Linked DNA regions of Anas platyrhynchos: region 2 is linked to region 1. Evidence: chromatin contacts called from public Hi-C data. All regions are on one chromosome and are shown on one strand. Each heading gives the region's core, a stretch centred on a gene start, on an enhancer-like site or on the middle of the called end of the contact. The rest is flanking DNA. Distances are from core to core; before and after follow the strand shown. Region 1 overlaps WASF2 (WASP family member 2). Region 2 holds the start of AHDC1 (AT-hook DNA binding motif containing 1).

Region 1 (4,104 bases), core at 731-3,230:
GTGTAGCTCCCTGATTTATTTAGCAAATTTTAAATCAGCAGACGGATTTACTTTGGAGAATCTGATTAGTGGCGGTATCGATCCACGCTGTGCAGCAGATCTGGAGAAGCTGCAGAGCAGGGTGCACTGCATTACAATCAACAACGCCCGCCTGCTCCCCCTCGCTGGGGAGCTGAGCAGAGAGCCCCAGACTTGCTTACCCAGCAGGACCGTGTTTGTCCTTTATCTCAACAAATTCTTGTCCCATTTTCAGCTTCTCCCACTCTTCTTTCCGGGTTTTAATTTTCCGTGGATTCACATTTCCTCGGTTAGGATTCTCCTTTTTCTCTTTCTACAGGAGGAAAAGAAAGGGAGGAGGGATCAAACAAAAGCCTTCTTTTTGCTTTAAACTCACTGGGAACAGGAAGGGATAGGACGGAGACGCAGCAGTTGCAAGAAAATACATTCTCAAAGAGGGCCAGGATTTTTCATTCACTTTCCCGATTGCTGAAAGCTCCAAAGACCTCCCAAACAAAGGAGACGGAGCGCAGACAGCATCAAAAAAACAGCATCCAGTTTCCTTAGCGCAGTCCAGACATGATGCCATTGTTACACCCTGGCATGACCACCTGGAGGGCAGAGGGAAAGCTCAGCTGCCCCTCATCAATTCAGCTTCTGGCCTCTGCATCGAGACTGCCAAATCTCACCAGCACCTTGCTGGCGTTAAGTGCTTTGGGTGTGCAATGTGGATGCTTGCCCACAAAGAACTGCTCCTTTTCTGTGTTCTGACATGCCCCAGCTCCCTCCTTTGTTATTTTGATTTAGAAGGAGCACGATCTGTTTGGATATTTAATACTTCTGTTGCTCAAAAGCTAAATAAAGTATGCTCAAATTGAATCTTTTATGGTGTGGGTTTCGGTGTTGGGGAAGAGGGGTCCAAATCCTCAGGCAATCAAATCAGGAGCTCTACCTGGTGCTTTCAGCTCAGAGGGTTTTGCTAAGCCTCTTGATTGCCCCTAATTTAACATTATGGCCTGTTTTTGCACTCCTGAAGGGATATTTTCGCCAATCTTTACACTCCCACAGCAGAATTTTTTACAGCACCTGAAACGATGATGTTGGGGCAGTGGGATTTGCACCACTTCAGTGCTGAACAGACCCCCGTGTGATGTCAGAAGTACCAAAAAGACCGATACAACTTTCTCCCCTGCTGACTGCACCAGCGCTATGTTTGAAGACTACAAATTAAGCCATTATAACCATACAAAGAAGGTGGTATTTGGAAAAACAGATTAAGGATATCTTTGTTGTCTTTTTTTAATTAACAGGGATGAAAGTAAACCAGATAAAAACTTCTCTGAATTGATCCCTGAAGAGCTTAAGAGAGCAAACCTGAATTTTGGATAGCAACTTTGGAGTCCATGGTTCATTAACACTTCCCACCTCCTTTCCCACCCTGACATGCTTCTGTTGGCAGAGATCTCCCATTTCCTCACCCTGTGTTTCCGCTTTTCTTTCATAATATCCTTGGTGTCCTGCAGCATTTTCTCTTTCCAAAGGTCAAAGAAATACGAAGGATCCGTGTAGAATTTAAGTGCCTCTTTGCCATCGTCCCTAGAACAGGGAAGGGAAAAACACACACAAAGAAGGGCCAAGTCACGCGTTTGTTTGAAGCCCAAAGAAAACACAAGTCACAACCCCAGATAATAGTTTAAAAATCTGCAGTGAGAAGGTCAAACACTCTGCTCTCGCCTCCGTCCTCCTTTTCAAAACAAGCAGCAGCCCCCCCGCCCCACAGCAGCCACCGCTCGTCCCAGCTCTCCTACTTGCCATCGCTTTCGCCCTCACACCAACTCTCCATTACTCTGGATTTCGGCACCTGCAGAACTCAGCCGCTCTGAACAACCGCCAGGAGAGCAGCAGGTCTCTCACTCCAACTCCCACTTGTTTGTCTTGTATTTTTGGTGCGAAAAAAAGCTCTTCCCAGCCCAGGAACCCTAAATCAGACCGGCAGCGTCCTTGAAACTCATGAGCGCATGTGCACGCACACACACACTCTCCTACTTTGCAGTGCAGCCGCGTCTGGCAGAAGACAGCTGCCTCCAGCTATCTGTAATTACTTTTTACCTGTTCAAAAGATATTTATGGATGTGGGCTAAGTCTCTGCATTCTGACCCCCTTACTTCTACTTCATACGAGATGAAATGGCACGGCAGGACTGCTAAGAACTGGTTACACAGCCCGCGTAGGTCACACCAGATGTCTCAGGCCAGGCACTGAAGGCCACAGGACGTATCTCCAGACCTACAGGAGTCTGCTGCACCCACCTGGGTGAGAGCCACATACAGATGTACGCTCTGCAGTTTGCACTGCGGCTTTCTGGAAAGGAGCCACAGGGCTACAGAGAAGCACAGGAAAAATGCATCATCTGCACAACACCTAGCATGTTTATGCAGTGCCAGCCAAGCCTTGCCCCAAGGCAGTCACAAAAGTGACAGCGGGTAACCAAACGTATAATTTTCGAGCTATGCTCATTTGTACAGCCTCAAAAGCAAAGTTTCAGGTAATCCCAAGGATGGAGATTTCCTGGTGGACCTCAGTTTGGCAACAATATTTCCCACTGAAGACTGTTAGTGCAATAAAGCACGGGATGGAAGATGACCTCCTCAGCAAATTGGCAGGAAGAGGTGCTCTGTAACGGCACCAGGGCCAAAGGAGGCGTTGCAGTGTTACCTGTATGGGGAGAGAATGTTGAGAGGTGGAGGAGTATTGCAGGTCCCATAGGTTTCAAGGACAGGAACTGGGAGAGAATCTCTGTCGAAGAGCTTCTGGTCCTGAGTAGTGGAGCTTTTGAAGGCCTTCCTGCTGTTGATGCCTTGCAGAGAGACTGTAAGAGAGAGGAGAGAGCAAGTGAAGAACAGCTTGACCCAGGCCAATGACACTGGAGATCAAGTAGCAAACATCTGATTTCAGTTGGAGTTCTTGGCGTGCTTAGCACTTCTTAAGGTCAGGTTCCTTTTCCCACAGATCTCTCGGGAAATCCAGCAAATCTCAGATCATGTCATGCCAAGATCTGCTGCAGGAACTCTCAAGAGCCGTGTCTCTACAGATGTGATTCCAAACCCCTGCACCCAAGACCCAAGAAATGCATGGCTATCAAGCTGCTGAGGAGCAAGTTTCCACGTGGAGACTTGCTAACAACCACGTCTCGACTCAGCCAGAAAGGCTGCCCACACGAGCAGCACGGTGCTTTCTGGGAGGGGAGGAAACAGCCCCTCTTAGCCCAAGAGAAGCCATTCCAACACCAATCACAGCACCGGGCTTATTGTAGGGTCATGAACCAAGCATGCTGATTCACCGAGGATCTTTACCACGCTTGGTCTGCAAGGACTCTGCTCCACTCCATTACCTTCTTCCTCTTTGGGATCCAGCTGAGTGACTTTGACTTGCAAGCGGTCAACTCTCTCGACTAGAACGCTCACCCGAGAGGCAAAAGTGTTGGCTTGAGTAAACAACTCTCCAAATATGTCTTCTGCAAATTTACCTGCAATATTAAAGCGTCCACGTTACCCCCACGAGCCACAGCCCACATGCAACCTCCCGATTTGTTCTCCTGAAGAAGGAAGGAAGGAAGGAAGAAGAAAGAACCGCACTTTCTTTTCAAGTTTGTCAGCGTTAAGTTTAATACCCAGGAAGACAATGCTCTGTTCCACCAAAACCTGGCATTTCTAAGGGATCTTTAGGCCGTAAAGGAACAATGGAAACACACAGTCAAGTCAGTATTAAAGTGATGAAAAAAAGAGGGGCTGAGAACATTATCCTGGTCTGAATCTGGATGGGTCTGCCGGTCCTTTAAGATCCTCTGCTGTTCTGTTTATTAGACAAGAAAACACAGTTAGGTTTTTATTGCTCTGGAGAATCTCAAAGGCTCCCAGTCTCCAGCAGGCCTGCCTCCAGGGTAACTGGCACGTATTTACAAGCTCAAAGTGCTCTGCAACTAGAGAGCAGACCAAGTCCTTGATCCTCCAGCCTGAGCTATAACCACAGACGAAAGCACTGACCCTTTTGTTCCTTCAGGTGGCAGTGTCTGAAAAAATGATGCATTCACGTTTATTCTAAATCAAA
Region 2 (4,761 bases), core at 1,429-3,928, 84 kb after region 1:
CCGGGCGAACGCCACCTCCTCGCGCCGAACTGCATTGGAGCGCGGCGGAGCCACGGGGGACTCGCACCAGGGATGGAGTTGGCCTATTCAGGTTACAGAGACATGGCAGAGCGGAATTTGGCGCCGCGCCATCCCTTCTCCAGCCCCCCCCAACCCCCCCCCCCTCCCCGCTTTCCCTCCCTGCCTCCCTCCTTCCTCCCCTCCCCACCACCACCGCCACCACCACCACCACCACCACCACCCTCCTCTGCAAATTCCTCAGACCAGCAGGAGAGCCAGTGTGTAAGGGGACACCTGGGGGTGGCGGTGGTGGTGGTGAGGTGGGGAGGGGGGGTTGGTTTGGAAAGCCTGGGGGCCGCGGGGGGCCCCCAGCTTCATCCGCCTGCCCCCCGAAAAAGCCCCCCGCTCAGGCTTCCCGGCTGCAAAGCGTCGGGGCAGGATGCGTGCCCGCGCCCTCGGGGCTCGCTTCTGCTCTCTGTCACGCCAGGATAAATCTGGAGTGAGTCCCCGGCGCGCCGGGGCTCGCAGCGAGCACACAATGAGCTCAGACCGCGGCTTTTTGGTCGCTGCTCTCGCAGCAGCCGGCCAAGTGGCTTCGTGCACAAGGCCACCTGGTCGCGGCCGGGGCCAGTTCCTCCCACGGCAAGTAAACAAGCAGGGACCCGGCTGCCTCCACCTGCCCCCGGGCCTCCCTCCCCGGGGCTTTTCGAGGCCGCCGGCGGAGAGACCCCCGCGGGGTGGCCGCAGCCACCCCCCCTTTTGGGGTCCCCGCGGTCCCCGGTGCCCCGCGCGCGTGCCAAAGAAGCGCAAAGGGGGGCTCGGAAACGGGGTGCCAGGGGGGGTGGGTGGAAGGATCCGATAGGCAACCACGTTTTGGGGTATTGGGGGGGGGGACAGAAGCCACAGGCACCCGCCGAGCCCTGCGCAAGGGGAATGCACCGCGGAGAGCACGAGTTGGGGCCAGCACCCCCTCCCCGGTGCCCCCCGCCGCCGGCTCCCCGCGCACCCAGCCGGGTTGCGGGGGGGGGCAGGCTCTGCCCTGGGGGTCAGGGGGTTGGTAAAGGGGGGGGGAGCTCCTGACGCCCCCCAGGGCTGCGAGGATAACCCCAAATTTTGTTGACATGTTCCGTTCCGCCTTCTAGCGGACGGAGCCGGCTCTGACAGCTGTCACTCAGCGCTCGCAGCCCGGGGGGAGCCGGGGGGGGGGGCCGGCCGGGGGAGGCGGCTGAACTCGTGCAAATGGGGCACGGCGGGGGATTTTTTTTCTTGGGGGGGGGAGGGAGGGGAGGAGGGGGCGATCGCCAGGACGCCCCCCCCAGCCCCGTCTCCCCCCTCTCCCCCTCCCTCCTCCCCTCGCCCCCCCTCTCCCCTCCCCAAGTGCCATTAAACTCCTGCAATTTGGCACCAACTCGCCGCGCGCAACTTCGGCGGAGGGGACAGCGGGGGGGGGGCACACACACACACACACACACACACACACACACACACACGGCGGGGAGGGGGGGGGGGGCCGCGCCTCCCTCCCCCTCCACCCTCTCTCTCTACCAACACGCTGGGTGCCCCCCAACAACACCCCCGATCCCTTTCTCCCTCCCTTTCTCCCCCCTTTACCCCTCCGCCTCCCCACCCACGACCCCCCCACCTCCAGCCACGACCCCCCCCCCGGGGTCCCAGCCCCACACAAAGGCAACGGGGGTGGGGAAGAGGAGGAAGGGGGACGGGGACACCCCGGTACTCACCCGCCGGCTGCTGCGCTCCGAGCCCCCCGGAGCCCGCCCGCTTGGGGAGGCTCCTGCCGTCCGCCGGGGCTGCGTCCTGGCCGCCCGCGGGAGTCCCGGAGCCCTCGGCACCGCTCGCCACCTTCAACGAGAGCATTTCCAGCGCCTCCTGCTCACATTCTCCCCAGGCAACTCCGCTCCTGCCAGCCCGCCCCCTCCTCCGTCCCCTGCCTGCTCTTTTCCTCTCGCCTTTCCTCCTTTCCCCTCTTCCCCCCCAGCCCCCCCACCCCTATTTGATTTTTTTTTTTTTTTCGCCCTGTTTTTTTCCTCTCTCCCCCTCTGCCGCTCGGCTATTTTTTTTTTATCCTCCTCTTATTTTTTTCCTCCTCTTTTTTTTTTTTTTTCCTCCGCTTTTTTTTTTTCCCTCCTCTCTCTCCCTCTCTCTCTCTCTCTTTTTTTTTTTTTCAAATTTTTTCTCTCTCCCCCCCCCCCCCCCCCCCCTTCGCCTCGCACACACACAAAAGGCAGCGGAGCGGGAGGCGGAGGGGAACCGACCTCCCCTCTGCGCCTCCGCCGCTCAGCCGCCTGCGGAAAGCAAAGAAAGACACAGCGCAGCAGAGCCCTGGCTTGCTGCTGCCTCCCCCCTTCCTCCTCCTCCTCCTCCTCCTCCTCCTCCTCCTCCTCCACCTCCTCCTCCTCCTCCTCCTCCTCCCTCGCTCTTGCCTTCTGCCGCTCCCGGCTTTGTGGGGGCTGGGAAAGGGGGGAGCGGAGCCGGCGGCGCGGCGCGCCCTGCCCTCTCCGTGCGCGGCGGGGACCGCGGCTCCGCTTCGCTCCGCTGTCAGCGGCACGGCCAGCATCCGGCACCCCGGGGAGCCGTGCAGCACCGCCGGGGCATGCCGGGCCTTGTAGTCCTTCCTTCTCTCCCCCCCCCGCCTTCTCGTTTCTCTTCCCTCCTTCCTTTTTTCCCCCCCCCCCGCCCCTTCTCCTCTCCCCGCTTTTCTCCTCCCCGTCGGCGCGAAGCGGGGAGGGGCGCGCAAGGGGCGCGCATCTCCGCGCTCTGCTTGGGGAGGGGGGATTCAATTTTTTTTTTTTTTTTTTTTTTTGGGGGGGGAGGCATCCACCCGGAGGGTGTTTTGCCCCCCCCCCCCTCCCCAACCCCCCGGGATGCCCACCCCCCCACACAAGTGGGATGCACGGGGCATTGCTGCCCTCTCCCGGGTTGCACCCGCACTGCGCTCCCCGGTAGGATGCGGGGTTTGGGGGGCACGCAGGCAGCCCGCAGACCCCCCCCCCTCCCCGCCCCAATCCTCGGTCCGAATTTCCCCCGTGGCACACCCCCTTGAAGCCACCTAATTAGCCTTTTTTTTTTTTTTTTTTTTTTTTCCACTTAATTATTATTATTTTTTAAGTTAGCCGTGGCTAGGGCCTGGCAGCGCTGGAAACTTCCCCTCTGTTTGCTAACACCCCGCTCCCCCACCCCCAGGGCACGGTGCTGTGCAGGGGTCCCCCCTTGGCTATGTCCCCCTTGGCACAGAGGGGACCCCGGGGGGGCGCAGGTGGTGACCAAAACCACCCAGGACGGTGGTGGCAGGGCGGGGAGATGTCCCCCAGCTGCCATCGTGCCCCGTGACCTCCCTCCTCGTGGCTCCTCGAGCATCCTCAGCGCCTTCCCTCCAAGGCTGCGCCGATGTTAATGCTCCCAGATACAATATAATTAACGCGGATAATGCCGCTGATGTTTGTTGTGACACCGTGGTTTTGTGAGTGACGAGTGAAGGGTTAACTCCAGGGAATTGGGAATATTGCTCGGCTGCTAATAACACGTGAGTCATCGATGAAATAACACATGGGTGCAGGGAGACACGCAGCACCTGGCTTCACAGCAGCCCTCTGCCTCACCGCCGTGCTGCACGTTGGGTTTTCATCTGTGGTCGGGGATCAACAGGCGGCAGGGAGGGAATCGGCGCTCAGGAGACGTGCCGGGCTCCCCAGCTCCGCCGCCAGACTGGGACAAACTGGTTGAACTGGGGTCGGATGGAGAGCTGCCTTCCAGCATGGACGCATCGCCGCGCTTCGTATCCGAAATGCCAGCAGCTGCATCCCTGGGCTCTGCTCACCCCAGCAGGCTCGGATTTGGGAACGGGGTGAGGACGGGGACCCATCTGCATCGCTCCCAGCTCCTGCAAACCCTGCGGAGAGGAGGCCCGGCGCTCCAGCCCGGTCAGCAGAGGAATCTGCACACGCAGACAGGATCGCTGCAATTGCTGGTGGCTGAGTGAGCAACTTTGCAGCCTTCCTCGTCCCCTCGCCCTGAATGTCAGCTTTGAATTTTCTTGCTATTTTTAGGGATGGTTCAAACCTGAGGAGGATCCCTCCCCGCTCGCCTCGCGGGGCTCTGCACCGTATGAATATTGCAGGGGCCGTGCCTTGATGTTACCTGCCCCGGGTGCCGTGGGACAGCAGGACAGGGGGGATGCCTCGCGTGCGCGGGGAGAGAAGGAGGTCGTGCAGAAAACATTACGCTGCAAGCAGAATGGGTTGGAATGTAAAAGATTTATTAATTTAATCCGAAGCATTAAAAGGTCATGTATTAATCAAAGAGATGCTTAAAACTGTCAAAGTCCTTTGTCAGGTTTGAAGTGCATCTCTATAGTTATCATAAAATATATATACCCGCCTGGCACCGAGCCCTCGCCAGGGCTGGGAGCGGGCGAGGAGGAGCAAAGCGAGGCTCTTCGCAGCGGGGTCCCTGCAGAGGGGCACCCACCGGGGCTCTGCCGGGCTCCCATGGGTGCCCAGCACCCCCCCATCGAGCTGGGTGACCCTGCTTGTCCCCAGGAGTGGGTTTGTCCCCCCCTTGAGTCCCGCTGGTGGTCCCTGGAGGTCCCCAGCTGGCCTCAGGGCTGCTTTGGGGCAGGACGCTCGTGGGGACAGATTTTGGGGAGGGGTCCCCCTCACCCCGAGCCCCCAAAGCTGACGGTGGGCGGCGGTGCCAGGGGGCGTCAGGGCGGGGGCGCAGCGCCCACGCCACCCGTGTCCCGGT

Evidence for each region. A called contact is a pair of places that touch in the nucleus more often than the background predicts.
Region 2: a contact with region 1 is called in a Hi-C map of skeletal muscle, with 5 times the contacts expected there. The contact joins the promoter of AHDC1 here to the enhancer-like site in region 1. A contact is called at or near these places in 2 of 8 Hi-C or Micro-C datasets (skeletal muscle and subcutaneous adipose tissue).

Annotation. Positions count from the first base shown.
Region 1 is chr24:4,104,556-4,108,659 of IASCAAS_PekinDuck_T2T, forward strand. It overlaps WASF2 (WASP family member 2), which reads right to left. Exons shown (of 9, transcript XM_027443714.3): 3 at 3,389-3,523; 4 at 2,713-2,866; 5 at 1,476-1,593; 6 at 201-331. Among named protein-coding and RNA genes, the nearest start is that of CD164L2, 20 kb to the left of the region's middle. Within about 2 kb of position 1,981, at least 2 of the 8 cell types and tissues checked have an H3K27ac peak or open chromatin away from gene starts, as enhancers often do.
Region 2 is chr24:4,188,068-4,192,828 of IASCAAS_PekinDuck_T2T, forward strand. AHDC1 (AT-hook DNA binding motif containing 1) reads right to left here and starts at 2,679. Exons shown (of 7, transcript XM_038167196.2): 1 at 2,442-2,679; 2 at 1,740-1,860. LOC119713588 (a long non-coding RNA gene) reads left to right here and starts at 2,882. Exons shown (of 2, transcript XR_005260782.2): 1 at 2,882-3,993; 2 at 4,065-4,317.